Regions from separate parts of the Mus musculus genome. Here region 1 is linked to region 2. The links are chromatin contacts, called in public promoter capture Hi-C maps. All regions are on one chromosome and are shown on one strand. Each heading gives the region's core, a stretch centred on a gene start, on an enhancer-like site or on the middle of the called end of the contact. The rest is flanking DNA. Distances are from core to core; before and after follow the strand shown.

Region 1 (3,856 bases), core at 138-2,637, 180 kb after region 2:
CTTGGACCATATAAATAAACCAGGCACATTAACACAGGTGTGTAATCTCAGAGCTCAGGAGGGAGACAAGAAAATGGGAAATTGAGTATCATTGGCTACTTAGAGGACTTGAGGCAAGACTGGACTACATAAGGAAAAGAAGAGCATGACTGAAGACAGGAGCTGCCCCAGGTGTGGAAACCCTCATCCAAACCCCCATGCCTGTCAGTCATTAGCGTTAAAGCCAGCCATCTCTTGATTGTGGTTTGAAAGGTATATGCTTCCTGGGAGGCAGAGGCAGGTAGATCTCTGAATTCATGGCCAGCCTGGTCTACACAATGATTTCCAAGACAGCCAGGGCTACCCAGAGAAACCCTGTCTCAAAAAAAAGGGGGGGGGGGCTTGTTTGTCAAAACTTACAACTGCTCATTGCTTGCCATTTTATGTGCAATTACAGTAGGTCAATTAGGACAAAATTATCACACACACACAAAACTCCAGGTTCCATTGCATAATAGTTATTGGGGTGGAGTTCCTTGGTTATATCTGTACACCTGGATATTTATTGACATGTCAACCAAGGGCGAGTAAGGTTACACTTTCCTAAGCCGACTGGCTGTGGTGTCTTTAAATACAGTTTACAGTACGTAGGATTAGAAAAAAATAGGATTAGAAGTAGTGAAGAATGACTGAAGAGGTGTACTGTTTTAAATAAAGTGGCCAGTCAGGCATAATAGTACAGACTTGTAATCCTGGCTCTCCCAGAGGCAGAAAAGCAGGCGGAATTCTAGGAGTTCCAGGCCAACCAAGACTACATTGTGAGTTTCAGAGCAGCCTAAGACTACACAGTGAGTCCCTGGTTAAACAACAAAAAGGATTCAGAACAGGGTGTGTCGACAAACCTCAGCACTCCTACCAGGCAGTGGTGGCGCACACCTTATTAATCCCAGCACTTAGGAGGCAGGGGCAGGCGGATTTCTGAGTTAGAGGCCAGCCAGTGTTACACAGAGAACCTTGTCTGCAAAACAAAACAAAACTCAGCACTCCGGAGCCAAAGGCAAACGCCTCTCTGGGTTGGAGGTCAACCTCAGCTACACAGCGAGTTCCAGACACCAGCTAGGATGACACAATCAGATGTCTACTTCTGCCTACCTGGAAATTACCATGTCCTTCTTTGAGTGTCACCGCGTCGCAGCATCAGCTGCTTAGGCGTTGGGACGGTCATGACGCGCTGCCCACTCCAGTCAAGTAGGTGACGTCTCTGGCCACACCCCCAAAGCCGCAATGCCGCCACGCCCCTTTGCCCCACGTGTCTGCGCAGCAGACCCTCCGCGGGTCGGGGCGGAGCCTACATGGAGAGCCCGCCCACTGGCCGGCCCACATCGCCGGAAGCGGAAACGGCGCCGGGCGCCGCTGGAGGACTCTTAACTGCCGCCGCGATGCCGAAGGGTCCCAAGCAACAGCCGCCCGAGCCCGAGTGGATCGGGGACGGCGAGGGCACGAGCCCCGCGGGTGAGTGGGGAAGGAGGCAGGAGTGGCGGGGACGGCGGCGGCCTCCATGGAGCGTGGGTCCTGCGCATGTGCGCCGGGGCAGAGGCCGCGTGCCCCGGGCCGTCCTAGAGCCCAGAGAGGCGGACGGGAGACGGGAAGACCATATGTCACCGAGGGAGGGACGGCAGGACAGGAACTAGAATTGTTGACTTCTTTCCTACCGCGGTGAGGGAGCGTGCCTTGAATCGTGTGGTGCGCTCCCAACTGCACTTGCCTCCCTCCCAGAGAACAACAGCTCCTTCGTGGACTCCAAAGGCTCGGTCCCGCTGGACTGCACTAGGTGCTGTCTTTATGTCAAGGGCTAGGATCAAGGTTTACTTTAATACTCATGCGATGTGCTTTGTGCGTGGTATAAAGGTCTCTTTTTTTTAAGACGTTCTCTCAGCCAAGCCTTGGGGGAACACGCCTTTGATCCCAGCATCAGGAAGCCGAGGAAGGCGGATCTAAGTGAGTTCGAGGCCAGCCTGGTCTACAAGGCGAGTTCCCTGACAGCGAGGCCTACACAGAGAAGCCCTGCCTCGAAGAAAACAAGATCACTCTACATAGCCCTAGCTGTCCCAGAACTCACTCAGTAGACCATGCTACCCTCCAAGGCACAGAAATCTGCTTGCTTCTGCTTCCCAGGTGCTGGGATTAAAGGTGTGTGCCAGGATAGATTTAGGAACACTAGGCTCTGGCAGTGACTTTTGTAAGAAGTGTCAAAGAAATAGTAAGGAAGTGAAGACTGAAGAGTTGCTGTCAATCAAGTGCCTGGTGCAGAACTAAAGACTGGGCAGATAAAAGGGTACAGAAGGATGTCACTCTATTAATCAAAGTGCAGTTTAAGGAGTGGGTAGTGAGCTGGGCAGTGGTGGTGCACGCACGCCTTTAATCCAAGCACTTGGAAGGCAGAGGCAGGCAGATTTCTGAGTTCCAGGACAGCCAGGGCTACACAGAGACACCCTATCTCGAAAAAGAAAACAAAACAAAATAAGAGAGTGGGTAGTGGACCATTAGTAGGTAGTAGTGCTTGAGAAATACCTTTAATTAAAAGGTGTTTTGTTCTTTGAGGTGGGATTTCACTATGCAGCCTGACTAGTCTGGGACTCACTATGTAGATCAGGCTGGCCTGGAACTCATAAAGATCCATGTGAGTCTGCCAATTGAATGTTGGTGTTACAGATGTGCACCAACATTCCTAGCTGGAAAGAAAACAAACAAACAAAAAATTAGTATTTTATGTGTATGGGTGCTTTGCCTTTGTACTGCACACATTCAGTGCCTTTGAAAGTCAGAAGAGGGCGTTGGGTATCCTGGACCTGGAGTTTCAGGGAGGCTTGTTAGCTAGGCTTAGAACCCAGGTCCTCTGGAAGAGCAGCCAGTGCTCTTTTTTTTTTTTCTTCTTCTTTTTTAAAGATTTATTTATTATTATATGTAAGTACACTGTAGTTGTCTTCAGACACACCAGAAGAGGGAGTCAGATCTTGTTAGGGATGGTTGTGAGCCACCATGTGGTTGCTGGGATTTGAACTTGACCTTCAGAAGAGCAGTCGGGTGCTCTTACCCACTGAGCCATCTCACCAGCCCCCAGCCAGTGCTCTTAACTACTGAGCCATCTCTCCAACCCTGAAAATAAAAAAAAAAAGAGAGAGAGAGAGAGAGTAGTGTTGGACTGTAAGGTGGAAAACATGCAAAAATTATTTTTTTTATGTGTATGAATGTATTGCCTGCATGTATATAACTGTACCATGTGTGTGCCTTGTCGGTAGAGGGCATCTGACCCCCTGACAATGGAGTCACAAGTGGTTGTAAGCTGTCATGTGAGTGCTTGGAATCAAGCCCGGGCCCTTTGAGAGAGCAGCAAGTGATGCTCTAAAGTGATGAGCCATCTCTCCAGCCCCTGTGCTTTCTTGAGGGAGGAGCATGCCTTGGAGCAGGTGTGGATGGGAAGTCAGTAGACAACTTTGTAGCCAGTTCTCTTTCCAGCCCAGTGTGTCTTGAAGGCTGAGTTGGAGGTGTGACAAGGACACATTGTTAACTGTCTCTGGTGAGAGAAGAGACTTGACATAAAGATGTAGATAAGTGTGGTTGGAGATACAAAGTTCTAGAGAGTGCTGACTGAGTTGTTTGTTTGCTCCTTTGTTTGTTAAGTTATATGCAGACCAGATTGCTGGACCTCCTAAGTGTTCAGGTTTTGCATGTATGCAGTAAGCTGCCTAAGCGATGGGATGCAAGTCTAAACATAAAATACACTTTTGCTTCATATACACCTTATAAACACAGCTTAGAGGTTTTTTTGTTTTATTTAATACAAGGTCCAATGTAGTCCAGGCTGGCTTTGAACCCA
Region 2 (3,863 bases), core at 697-3,196:
CCTAACTAACTACATACATACCTACCTACCTATCCTCAGTCTCCCCAAAATCTGATTACCCTGCTCTGAGGTAAGAAAAGGTCCCTCTTTTCCTCCCCATCTCCTCCCATGCCCTGACTTTATCAGTCCCTCCGGAGGTTATATCAATCTTGTCAAGCACAGGCAGGAAGAGACAGGTCCTCAGGACTGAGGGGCAGGAATGGAGTTGGAACCCACTGTGCTCCCATTCCTTGCATTCCAATTGTTTTTCCAGGGGGCCTCTGTCCACAGGGCAGGTCCCTGGCTCAGCTCAGGGGGAGGAACTCACACATCCTCCTCCCTCATCTCTCACTGAGTGACCCTGCACCAGGGTGCTGTGCTGTTTGCATTTGTTAACTCCACACAAACTGAGACATATATAAGAAGAGGATCCTGAATTGAGAAATTGCTTCCATCCAGGACGCTTTTGGGAAAGTCTATAAGGCATTTTTAAATTATTATGAATGATCAGTATGGAAAGGCTCAGCCCACTGGAGTTGGTCTTGGGTGGTGATCACGAATTGTATAAGACAGAAGACTGAGCAAGCCATAAACTACAAAGCTATTAGCACTGATCCTCATGGTCTCTGCTTCAGTTCCTACTTAGAATCCTCTCTCAAGGTCCTGCCATGAATCTCTTCAATGATAGACTGAGATGTGGAAGTGTAAACTGAAAGAAACCCTTTCTTCCTCAAGTTGCTTTTGGTCATGGGGTCTTATCACAGCAATGGAAACCCTCACTAAGACACAGGTGCACAAGGGCCTCACTCTGCTCCCTGCAGACACCACCCTCTCCTGCAGCTCAGCTCCTGCCCCTCCCTTGCCCTGGAGCAGCACCACTTTATAGCTCCTGGGGATCTGATGCCCTCTCTGGACCCGGAGGTAGCAGGAATTATCTGGCAGGTCTCATCTCCATTGGGTGGCAGGATCCTGGGGAAGGAACCAACAGCTCCTCCGCGGGCGCTGGTTATAAAGTCCAAGCAGCCCGAGGGCCTCAAATGCCCTGTATCCCAGATGGGACAATGGCGCAGCGAATGCTGCTCCTGCTGCTGGCGGCCGCCCTGACCCTGATCGAGACCCGCGCGGGTGAGTGCGGGGTCGGGAGGGAAACGGCCTCTGCGTGGAGGGGCGGGGACGGCACTGTGGAATCCGCGTCCCCCCGTCGCTCACAAGACCCTCCGCCCTTCTACACCCGCATCCGGAGCCCGGCGCCCTGCTCCCCTCCCGGCCCGCGCAGTGGGCCGGAGTCCCGTGAGGAGGTCCGGGTCTCACCGCGCGCCGCCCCCAGGCTCACACTCGATGCGGTATTTCGAGACCGCCTTGTCCCGCCCTGGCCTCCGGGAACCCCGATTCATCTCTGTCGGCTACGTGGACGACACGCAGTTCGTGCGCTTCGACGGCGACGCGGAGAATCCGAGGTATGAGCCGCGGGCTCCATGGATGGAGCACGAGGGGCGGGAGTATTGGGAGCGGGAGACACAGATCGCCAAGCGCAATGAGCAGAGTTTCCGAGGGAGCCTGAGGACCGCGCAGCGCTACTACAACCAGAGTGAAGGCGGTGAGTGACCCTGGGTGGGAGGTCACGAGCTCGAAATGTCCCTAGACAGGGGCCGGAGATCTCCAATCCCAAGTCTAGGTTCGGGAGCAGAACCGACCCAGGACCGGTTTCCCTTTCACTTTGGAGGAGTCCGCTGGTGGACTAGGCCAGGGCGAGCGGGGGCGGTGCGGGTGAGCGGCGCTGACCTTGGGATCCCGCAGGCCTTCACACGTTCCAGCTGTTGTTCGGCTGTGACGTGGGGTCGGACGGGCGCCTCCTCCGCGGATACCTACAGTTCGCTTATGATGGCCGAGATTACATCGCCCTGAACGAAGACTTGAACACGTGGACGGCGGCGGACCTGGCAGCGCTGATCACCCGACGCAAGTGGGAGCAGGCTGGTGCTGCAGAGCATTACAAGGCCTACCTAGAGGGCGAGTGCGTGGAGTCGCTCCGCAGATACCTGCAGCTCGGGAAGGAGACGCTGCTGCGCACAGGTGCAGGGGCCGCGGGCAGCTCCTCCCTCTGCCCTCGGGCTGGGGCTCAGTCCTGGGGAAGAAGAAACCCTCAGCTGGGGTGATGCCCCTGTCCCAGAAGGGAGAGTGTGTCCCTGGGTCTCTTGATCCCTTGTCACAGTGACTGCACTGACTCTTCCAGGGCTCAGCCTTCTCCCTGGACAGTGCCCAGGCTGTCTCAGGAGGGAAGGAGAGAATTTCCCTGAGGTGACAACAGCTGCTCCCTTCAGTTCCCCTATAGCCTCTGTCAGCCATGGCCTCTCCTAGTCTGGATTCTCTGCCCACACCCACTGTCTGTGGACATGGACTCCTGTCCTGCTGAGTGTGTCAGCCCTTACACCTCAGGACCTGAAGTCGCCTTTACCTGATGGGAGACATGGACTCCCCAACACTAGGCTGGTTGCCCCAGTTTCTAGAATTTTCAAAGAATACATTCTCCCAGATCCCTCCCTGTCTGTAACACAATTCTTTCTATTCCTACAGTGGTGAATGGTCACATGAGCCCTTATGGGCTACCCTGGAGGAATATAAATACTGGAATTTCTTTTTCTTTTTTCTCTTTTCTTTTTCTTCTTTCTTTTTTCTTTCTTTCTTTATTTTTTTTTTTTGAAGGCGTTATTTTGTTTCTAGTCAGTTTTTGTCTGCACTGGAGTGATCCTGTTTCTCCCTGCCCTCCTATTATCATTTGTATCAGTCTACATTGCTAACCTGGATAATTACACAAGATAAGTCAGGGTTCTCATTAAAAGATCGATTATTGTGAGATTACACTGTTTCCTGTCAGACCTAAACATGCAGAAGCCTCCTGCTGTCTCTCTGCCCCCACAAATTACAGTGCTCCCCCTAGTGAATCAGGAATTGGACTTTCTGAGTGACAGGGTCTTCTGAAATCCAGGGCTATAGTGAGCCCTCCCTGTGGGCCCAGTGTGTTCCAGTGAGTGCTGCACTGGGGTCCACAGCTCACTCCAGGGGTCCTGTGTAACATACCTGTACCTTGTCCCCCAGAGTCAGGGGCAGGGAGTCATTTTCTCTGGCTGCACACTTTGTGATGGCTGTTCACTTGAACTGACAGTTAATGTTGGTCTGCAAGATGACCACAGTGGAAGACTCAGTGGTGGCATCCTACCAAGAGCATATGGCCCTAATATCTGATCTTGAAATGAACTCAAACACATATTAAATTACTTTTTTGCCATTCCCTCTTCCATTCTTTGACTACCTCATTTATGCTATTGAACATCACATAAGGATGACCATGTTGATGGATTCTCTCTTGGCTTCTGAGTCCCAAAAGAAAATGTGCAGTTCTGTGCTGAGAGGACCAGCTCTGCCTGCAGGTCACCAGTGCCATGACAGTTGAAGTGTCAAACAGACATATTGTTCAGTGTCTTCATTGATTTGATTGAGTCTTGTGTAGATTTCAGTTTGTCTTGTTAATCGTGTGATTTCTTAAATCTTCCACACAGATCCCCCAAAAGCCCATGTGACCCATCACCCCAGATCTGAAGGTGATGTCACCCTGAGGTGCTGGGCCCTGGGCTTCTACCCTGCTGACATCACCCTGACCTGGCAGTTGAATGGGGAGGAGCTGACCCAGGACATAGAGCTTGTGGAGACCAGGCCTGCAGGGGATGGAACCTTCCAGAAGTGGGCAGCTGTGGTGGTGCCTCTTGGGAAGGAGCAGAATTACACATGCCATGTGGAACATGAGGGGCTGCCTGAGCACCTCACCCTGAGATGGGGTAAGGAGAGTGTGGGTGCAGAGCTGGGGTCAGGGAAAGCTGGAGCCTTCT

Evidence for each region. Capture Hi-C pulls out chosen DNA fragments and counts their contacts.
Region 1: a promoter capture Hi-C map of liver shows a contact between it and region 2. The contact joins the promoter of Abcf1 here to the promoter of 2410017I17Rik in region 2. A contact is called at or near these places in 6 of 39 promoter capture datasets (the 3T3-L1 cell line, hematopoietic stem and progenitor cells, hippocampal neurons and 2 more), 1 of 115 datasets of contacts at active chromatin or transcription factors (microglia) and 3 of 9 other capture datasets (adipose tissue, liver and pancreatic islet).

Annotation. Positions count from the first base shown.
Region 1 is chr17:35,967,281-35,971,136 of GRCm38.p6, reverse strand. It overlaps Abcf1 (ATP-binding cassette, sub-family F (GCN20), member 1), which reads left to right and starts at 1,387. Exons shown (of 23, transcript NM_013854.1): 1 at 1,387-1,491. The coding sequence starts at 1,419. It overlaps Gm32655 (a long non-coding RNA gene), which reads right to left and starts at 1,352. Exons shown (of 2, transcript XR_385568.4): 1 at 1,132-1,352.
Region 2 is chr17:36,143,101-36,146,963 of GRCm38.p6, reverse strand. 2410017I17Rik (RIKEN cDNA 2410017I17 gene) reads right to left here and starts at 1,946. Exons shown (of 4, transcript NR_033517.1): 1 at 1,762-1,946. Gm10499 (predicted gene 10499) reads left to right here and starts at 1,015. Exons shown (of 8, transcript NM_001370818.1): 1 at 1,015-1,104; 2 at 1,307-1,576; 3 at 1,777-2,052; 4 at 3,537-3,812. The coding sequence starts at 1,041. It also overlaps a transcript of Gm8909 not described here.